Linked DNA regions of Mus musculus: region 1 is linked to region 2. Evidence: chromatin contacts called from public promoter capture Hi-C data. All regions are on one chromosome and are shown on one strand. The core of a region is the stretch at or near the end of the contact, and the rest is flanking DNA. Distances in the headings are between cores, read along the strand shown.

What was found. Promoter capture Hi-C pulls out the DNA fragments that hold promoters and counts their contacts.
Region 1: a contact with region 2 is called in a promoter capture Hi-C map of stem cell-derived epiblast-like cells, with 11 times the contacts expected there. The contact joins the enhancer-like site here to the promoter of Siglec1 in region 2. A contact is called at or near these places in 17 of 39 promoter capture datasets (the 3T3-L1 cell line, the C10 cell line, HPC-7-derived erythroid cells and 10 more), 2 of 15 datasets of contacts at CTCF or cohesin (embryonic stem cells and large pre-B cells), 49 of 484 Hi-C or Micro-C datasets (the AtT-20 cell line, B cells, CD4 T cells and 34 more), 5 of 115 datasets of contacts at active chromatin or transcription factors (astrocytes, embryonic forebrain, embryonic stem cells and 1 more) and 2 of 9 other capture datasets (adipose tissue and liver).

Annotation. Positions count from the first base shown.
Region 1 is chr2:131,527,533-131,531,962 of GRCm38.p6, reverse strand. Gm30732 reads right to left here. Exons shown (of 2, transcript XM_017319385.2): 1 at 2,846-4,430; 2 at 1,619-1,952. The coding sequence starts at 3,495. The coding sequence ends at 1,682. Among named protein-coding and RNA genes, the nearest start is that of Gm30732, 3.8 kb to the right of the region's middle. Within about 2 kb of position 1,497, at least 27 of the 459 cell types and tissues checked have an H3K27ac peak or open chromatin away from gene starts, as enhancers often do. A contact at or near this core is called in adipose tissue, bone marrow-derived macrophages and pre-pro-B cells, where this site is marked.
Region 2 is chr2:131,084,911-131,089,054 of GRCm38.p6, reverse strand. It overlaps Siglec1 (sialic acid binding Ig-like lectin 1, sialoadhesin), which reads left to right and starts at 2,290. Exons shown (of 21, transcript NM_011426.3): 1 at 2,290-3,005; 2 at 3,238-3,597; 3 at 3,841-4,140. The coding sequence starts at 2,939.

The sequences.
Region 1 (4,430 bases), core at 248-2,747, 440 kb before region 2:
TTAAAGAAATTATCAAAGTTCAAACTAATATGTCAAGTGTCTTGAGGGTGGCAGCTCTTTGGATCTAAAAATGTTCCCCAAGAATATGAGAGATCACACAGTCTCTCCCTCCTTCCTTGTATGTGCCCCCCCCAGGTCCCTCTCTCCCCTCCTCCCTCCCTCTCACCCTTCCTTTTGCCTCACTCTCCCTCCCTCACTCCTTGCCCCTCACCCCCTCTCTCCCCTCCTTCCCTCCCTCAGTCTCCCTTTTGCATCTTCCCTCTCTCTCTCTTTCCCTCTTTCCCTCCCTCTCCACCTCCCTCCCTCCCTGTCACTCTTCTTCCTTCTCTCTCTCTCTCCAAACACATCCTGTCATATGTCTCACCAGAGGCCCAAAGCAGTGCATCTGCAGGGCCCTTAACTGAAACACCCTGGACTGGAAGTCAGAGTGAACCTTTCCACTTTATGAGCCAATTTTCTCAGGTATTCTGCCACAGTAGCGGAAAGCTGCCAAACGCATTAACCTTACAAAAGTGTTCCTGGCAGTCAGCAGGCTGTTAAGGGCAACGGCTCACAGTCTCGGCGATTCCTCCAGGTCACTGTTTTAGGTAACTAGTAAAGTCGAGTTTGGCAAATCAATGTCTAATAATTAGTCTTTTCTACATGACTCTACTTCAAAACCACTACAAACCGCACATACAATACACAGATCATGCATGTTGTTCTTTAAAGTTTTGAACTTCAAGAAACAAAAGTGTTTTTTGTGCCTCTCTCAGTCATTAATCTTACCAGTTATTAGATATTGATTTATCTGATGGCTTTCTTAGAGCACTGCATGTACTGTGTGTCTGCCAAGCATGGCTTCACCTGTTACCTGGAACAGAGTGACCTGGAGGAAAAGCTGAGATGATGAGCCGTTGCCCCAAACCCTTCTGTAAAAGCTTGCTTGCTTGCCAGTCTGACTTGTATTTTAGAATATAAAATGAGAACGCAAACTGAGCCTGGCATCAAAACCTTTCAGGATTTGTCCTGGCTTTGGTCCATCAGTGGCGGCTCATCTCTTCCACTCACTGGTGTCAGAGTGCTTATTCCAGAAAGATTCCCCCGCCCCGGATGCTCAGATGTCCGAACTGGGGCCCCAGGTGGTGGTGCTGTTTGGGGAGGTCAGGATGCTGCACCCTGCTGGAGGATGTACGTCACTTCAGGCAGCTCTGAGCGGTTCCAGTTCCCTCTCCACTTCTGCTTGTGGTTGAAGATGTGCACATCAGCTCCCTTCTCCAGCAGCTTGCCTGCTGCTGCCACACCTCCTCGATGAGGTGGTGATGAGCTCGTCCCCATGGGTCTATAAGCCAAAATAAACCCTCCTGTAAGTTGCTGTTGGTCATGGTGTTTTATCCCAGCAACAGAAAATAACTAACACACAAACAACTACATTCCAGTAAATACGTTTAGTTTTTATATAAGTTATGTATGAAAGGCTCGTGTTATCCCCATGGTGTAGCCAGATCTAACCGGCCACAATAAGTAAACGCAATGCTGTTCCTCACAGCTGTGTCACTTCCATCAACCCAGAGCCACACCGTGTGGGGGGCTCTGACACCAGATTGAAGAGTAAATTGAAATCACACTTCTGATATTATTCATTGTTCAGTGTTTATTAAACGGGGTCCAGTGACCGCTTGCTTGGTTCATTCTCAGGAATTCAGAAAAGCTCAGAGAATACAAATCCTCTCAATGCAGCAAGTGCTGTGTTCCCATATGGCCAGAAGGTGGTGCTAGAGGTCATGGTCATGGTTCGTGGCTTGTCCTTTCTTCCAGAGAACTTCTGCCTCTCCAGGCCTGCCTTGTGAGAAGGAGAACCCATTTGACCCTTGTGTATCTTTGCAGTTGGAAAAATCTCCACCACTAACTGCTGGTGTGAGCACGGTGGAACTGAGACAGTACCAGCGCAGACAGCAGCATGTGACACTTCCCTGTGAAGAGGAGCAAAGAGCAATGACAGAAGCAAACAGGCAGCTGGAAAGTCGGGATAAAGGTCCCTGCCTTAGAGGGTGGGGATTACAGGTCACCAAAGCAGAGTAGGGGTCAACCTTGTGTCCCGAGGGAATTCCCACAGGAGGCTAGAGAGCTGTCTGTATGGGTGAGAAGTGACTTACTTAGATTTTATGTGTCTATGAGGCAGAAGACAGCAAAGAAAAATAGAGTTGTGGGCAGGAGAGGAGTGTCAGGAACCTAAAGGGAGACCCAAGAGGGCTGCCACCAACACTAAGGGCGCGTCTCCAGGCTCACACCCTTGCATGGTGTCTTCCTTCCCTTACCATTCTGTAAACCTTTTCCATTAACCTGTCTCTACACTGGGTACTATTTTGGATGCACCGGATACGTAGCAGTGAACAGGGAACTTCCATAGTCATGAGATGGAAGGACAGGCATCTGCATAAACACCAAGTAGCAAAGGGGAGGAAAGAAAGGCCGTGAAGAAAGGGGGCACAGAATGGGGTAGACGGGGTAACTGTGGAAAAGGACAGTATGCCCAGAAAAGTATCTGATTAGAACCCTGACAAAAAAGAGCAGCCAGGTCCTAGGGGAAGACAGAGAGGAAGCAGGGGGACCTTAGAACTTCTCACAGGATGACTGAGAGCAACGCCTTGCTTCTCCAGTGTGAGGGCTGTCCCTGGAAACCAAGGAGGCTGCATTGGCCCTGTGGAGGAGGTTATAGAGGAACACCACCTGGGAGGCTGCCTCCGCCACTCAAGGCAGAGATGCAGGTACAGTGGGGTATCTCAAAGGATGCGATTCAGAATGCGTAAGAGGAGTCGATGAGACTCGCCTATGGGAAAGCAGATGATAGGGAGTGGATAGTGACCTGAGTGTTCTGAAGCCAAAGAATGGTGGTGCCACATGCTCAGACGAAGAAGATGAAGTTGGACTGGACTGTGAGCGGTGGGAGGGAAAGCCCTGCTTTGTCTGTGGAAAGATGGCGTAGGCGGCACTGTATGGTCTGTGTGGTGTGCTCCTCTGCTTTATCCTGGTCAGTGGGCACAGCCCTTCTCCTCCAGACGAGCCTGCTGGTATGGCTTGGCTCATGACAGAATTATGCTGACTAGTTTTAGGAGAACAAGAAACAATAGAGAGACCAAGTGAAATGATACGCAAAGCCAAGATCCCAATGCCAGGGACACGGCCTTGGGCTGGGGTATACAGATGGCTGTGTAATCCCACATGGCCCCACATTTTGGGGTAGGAGTAATGGTAGACATAAGACAAAAAGAAGTAGAGGGTGAAGTGGAGTGAACCCCAAATCCAACAGGCCCAAATCACATGTGCACTGAATCTGTAAAATAAACTGCCTAATAGCTCGTTCGCATCCCATGAGAGCAGGTTTGGGGTGTTCTTTATTATTAGCAACACTAGACTAAAGGGACACAGTAATGTCCCTCTAGCCACTAGCTCTGCTTTAGGGGATGGAAAGGGGCAGTGGCCAACCCTTTTGCCTACTATTAAATATACAAGCATGGGGTTATCATGGTTACCCTTAGCAGGACACTGCCTGCCTGTTGCCCAATACAAATGAGAGATGGGCTCAATAAACAGGCTGACCCAGAGAAAACCCGGCCTTCTGCCACTCTGCCATTAAGTTGAAAAGACCATTAATTAGACAAGCAGCTAGCTTGCTTATACCACACCTAGGAACTTCCCTTCTTCCCATCCCAACTAGCCCAAGCAAACTGCACAGTTACTGCCACAGTATGTAGCTAAACTGTGTTCCTCAGAGGCCAACATGTAAGGACCTGGTCTGCGGCACTGTGGAGACACGATGGAACCTCTAAGAGGCAGGGCCTTATGGGAGGGATCCAGATCACTGCAGGCTTCCACAAAGCCACAGCTGAAAACCTCAACCTGGAGTCCTCAGTCCCTATGACACAAGACACCATGCGACTAAGTGTACAGACTCTGGGACATTACAGACTGCAGGAAATAACTTCTCTGCAAGTGAACTTCTGCACAATGGAAATGATATGGCTGTAATGGGGGTGTGGGGGCAGTAATGGGGGTGTGGGGGCAGTAATGGGGGTGTGAGGGGAGTAATGGAGGTATAAGGGCAGTTGACAGAAGTGTCACACACAGAAAGGGCCCAGATGCCAGCCACATCTGCTTTCAGAAACTCAGCATGTGGGAAACACCCCACATTCCTGTTAGAAGTAGTGTTTCCTTCTGAAGGCCTTTTGTCTTCCTTGTCCATCCACCACAGATCAGCTTTGAGGACCATGTCAGCTCTCTCTCCAGAGCTGCCCCTGCCCCGTCTTCATCTGCATCTCCCAAGAGTCCCTTGGCGTCTTCAGTTGTTCCCTCCCCTCATGAGACAGCATGTCCCCTAAGCTGTGTGGCCCAGGGCAGCCCCTCCTAAGTCCTTTTAAGAATTTGCTTTCCTCTCCTGAACCCCTCACTTC
Region 2 (4,144 bases), core at 1,041-3,540:
TTGCTAATGTTCTAAATGCAGGGGATTTGTCCCTGACACCATGTGTGTGGATCTAGGCCCTAGGGCTACTCTGACACTAAATGTATTCAACAGACTGCCCTTTCTTAAAGAGAGCGGCCAGCCTGGGCCAGTCTTGAGAAGCCAGGTATGTTATTCAGACACAGCAGGTACTGGAAGCCTGGAGCCCCTGGGGGGCTGGGTTTTCCATGTTCTACTTGGGCTCTTTGCCACCATCCCTGCAAAGGCATCTCTTCTGCCTTCTTCACGGGGCTAAACGCTGCCTGGGCACCTTGGGAGCACCTCAGATCCTTGGCCAGGCCTGGACTCCCTCTCCACCCTCTCCAGGTAGTCAGTGAAGCCATGTGCTGGATGGGCTGTGGCCTGGGGGATGTCATCAGTTTCCTGTCCCCACTTCCAGTCTCCCCAGGACTGCTTGTCTCTGCTGAGTCGGCAGGAAGCTGGGAGGATTGCACAGTTGCAACATTGTGTCTATGATAAAATATACATCAGATGGAGTTTCCTGTCCTATCTTTAGGCATATATTTACATTGTTACATAGCTGCCACCACTATCCATTTCCAGTCCGTTCTCACCATCCACAACGTAGTCTCTGTACCCATCAGATAGTAACTCCATATTCTCTCCTCTCCCAGTCCCCAGTAACTTCATCCATTTTCTGTTTCTAGATGGTTCATTAACTTGAGCAATGTAGTATTTGCTTACTATGTTATAGAGGACGTGTCAGAGCTGCATCTGTTCTGATTAATCCACTATATACATAGGCACATCTCTCTATCCATCTCTCTGTTGATAGACACAGGGATCTTTCTATCCTATGACAGGTGTGAAGGATGCTGCTGTGAACGTGGTTTAGCGGTGTCTGCTTGGAGCTCAGCTTCTGTCCCTATAGGTTCTCATCCTGTCCCATTTCCTAGTTCTACACCGACTTCTTGAGGAATCCTCAGTCTCCCACACTGCACCATTCCACATTCCCACTAACGATGTGCAGGGCTCCTATTTCTGTGCATCCTCACCAACAGTTTTTATTCTTGTTTTTTTTTTTTTTTCATTAGTAGCCATCATAGTGGTTGGTTGTTCCCATGTTTGCTGATGTGTGTGTCTTCTATCCTTTGCCACTTAACTCCCCCTGAGACAGGATCTCTTACAGCTGAGCTGGCTAGCCAGCTAACCCCAGGAATTCTTCTGTCTCTCTCTGCTCCAACCAGTGCTGGGCCTGCATTCAGGAGCTTCGGTAGTTGTACAAATGCTCACACCCGGTACGGTACCGTGTTCTTACCCCCTGAACTGCCCCCCAGCCCTCACTCTGGTTCCGACTTATGTTTTCCTCACGCGTCTTTTCATTGGTTTGTTGCCTTGCATTTCTTCAATGAGAAGTGTCTATTCAAGTCCTTTGCCCATTTTCCTAGATGGGTTGTTTTATTTCAGAGGAGGCTATGGTACTGTCAGAATTCTTGACATGTTCTGGATACTAGTCTTCAATAAATGATTCTCAAATATTTTCTCTCATTCTTTGGCTGTCTTTTTCATTTCTCTGCACAGTTTTTGTTTGTTTGTTTGTTTTTGTTTGTTTGCTTGGTTTTTTTTTTTTTTTTTTGGCTCACACAAAAATCAAGTCCCTCTTACCTACTTCCCCCTTTTCTTTTTTGAGGCACGGTCTTCGTAGCTTGCCCTGACGAGCGAGCCTTAAACACAGGATCCTCCCACTACAGCTTCCCGAACGCTAGAATCACGAAGCATTACCACTGAGCTTCGCTTCTAAGTCAGGAAAGCACTGCGTGGTCCAAAGCCATGGAGACTGACATCTGGGTTGTTTTCTAGGTGTTTCTTGGACTGCTGTGTCTGCCGCCTGTGGTGTTCCTTCCTGCTGTGGCACCCTTTGGCACAGGGCTTGCTCCTTGTGCATGGTATACAATAAGCATGTTTGTGGGTGTGAGTGTATGGCGACCTGACCCAGGAAAGTTTCCTTGACACCTCTCTAGCCTGACTCTGGACCACACACCCTTGTCATAATCACTGAGATCCCTGTAGGTCTGGGGCTCTGCACTGCTGTGGACCACAAATTCCCAGGCCTAGGTCTTCAGAAATGGGTGGATGCCCATGGCTGCCAAGAAGAGGGAAAACATAAAGCTTTCTCTGCTGTGGCCACAAGGACTCAGCCCAGAGGGGAAGTTACAGATTTATGCAGCATCCTGAAGGTTGAGTAAGATTTCTGTGAGCAAAGATCATTTATGGTGGGGGTGGAACTGGGCAGTGAGGGAGCCAGGGAGCAGACAAGATTAGGCCTAGAGTAAGTCTATGAAACACAGAGAAAGGGGACAGCATAGGGGTTAAGAAATGAGGTCTTTCAAAATCTCAGGGGGCAATGAGGAGTTTTTTGAGAGAGGAAGGACTCTTTAAAGGAAGTTGAAGGAGGATTCTGTGAACTTGAGACCACCCTGAGCTGCCAAGTTGAGAACTTTGTCTACAAACAAGCCAGGCAGCCTCAGCGTGTGCTCAGTCCGACTTGTAGCTGGAGAGGCAGGAGACCAATTTCCGGTGCTTACGGTGCTTGCTGGATGCCCTGGAGTAAGTGACAGGGTCTCACTGGACTCCAGGTTCTGTTGGTTTGAGTAATAGGAGGCGGCAGGGGAGAAGTGAAGAGAGACATGCACTGCTGATCTGCCTTGAGGCTGTGTCCTTAAGGGGTGGAGCCAAGGGGCACAGAAGACTCTCTGGGACATGCCACCAAGTGAGAGCATTTCCAATCACTCCCTGAGCCAGGAACAGGGGCTTCTGGTTCCCTGCTGGTGGCTGCCACAGCAGTCCTTCCTGTTGGGTTGACCAACACAGCAGGTGAGATAAACCCTATAGACTTGGGCCCTGGAGTGCTCCAGGCAGTCTCTGTGTGCCTACCCACCCGGCTTCCCTAGGCACCTGAATGCACCTGGGCACTGGGATGTGTGTCCTGTTCTCCCTGCTCCTGCTGGCCTCTGTCTTCTCACTAGGTAAGCTGCACGAGGCTAGTGCCTCTCATAGGGTCTGGCCTCTGTGGACTCAGCACAGAAGCCTAGACTATGATCAGATGTGACTGAGCACACCCCATCCTTGGGGCACTAAGAGGGAAATTAGATTAGATTTGGAGCCTGTTTGGAGCACCCTCTTTTGGGGCAGGTGACAGGGCTCTGTTCCCAGGCTTGCATCACCCTTTTCTCTGTTGCTCTTCCTACCCTCCTCTAGGCCAGACCACATGGGGTGTCTCCAGTCCCAAGAATGTGCAGGGCTTGTCGGGATCCTGCCTGCTCATTCCCTGCATCTTCAGCTACCCTGCCGATGTCCCAGTGTCCAATGGCATCACAGCCATCTGGTACTATGACTACTCGGGCAAGCGGCAGGTGGTAATCCACTCAGGGGACCCCAAGCTGGTGGACAAGCGTTTCAGGGGTCGAGCTGAACTGATGGGGAACATGGACCACAAGGTGTGCAACCTGTTGCTCAAAGACTTGAAGCCTGAAGACTCTGGCACCTACAACTTCCGCTTTGAGATCAGTGATAGCAACCGCTGGTTAGATGTCAAAGGCACCACGGTCACTGTGACAAGTGAGGAGCCTGGGGACTGGTCGCGGTCAGGGACTCCTAGGCTGCTGCTCCAGCCCTGTCCTTTGACCTGAACCTTGCCTAGGCCTTCAGCTCTGACCTTTGCCTATTATTTTTCACTCTGTGACATTCTCCTTTTCTTGAGTCCCCCTCCCCCCAAGTCTTGTCCTTTGGTTGGGGTTGTGGGGACAGTGTGAGGTACAGTGAGGTGAGGGGAGCCCTGAGAATTACTGCCTTTGTTTTCAGCGGATCCCAGCCCCCCCACTATTACCATTCCTGAGGAGCTGCGTGAAGGCATGGAGAGGAACTTCAACTGTTCCACACCCTACCTGTGCCTGCAGGAGAAGCAAGTCAGCCTGCAGTGGCGAGGCCAGGACCCCACCCACTCTGTCACCTCCAGCTTCCAGAGCCTCGAGCCCACTGGCGTCTATCACCAGACGACCCTACATATGGCCCTATCCTGGCAGGACCACGGTCGGACCCTGCTCTGCCAGTTCTCATTGGGCGCACACAGTAGTCGGAAAGAGGTTTACCTGCAAGTGCCACGTGA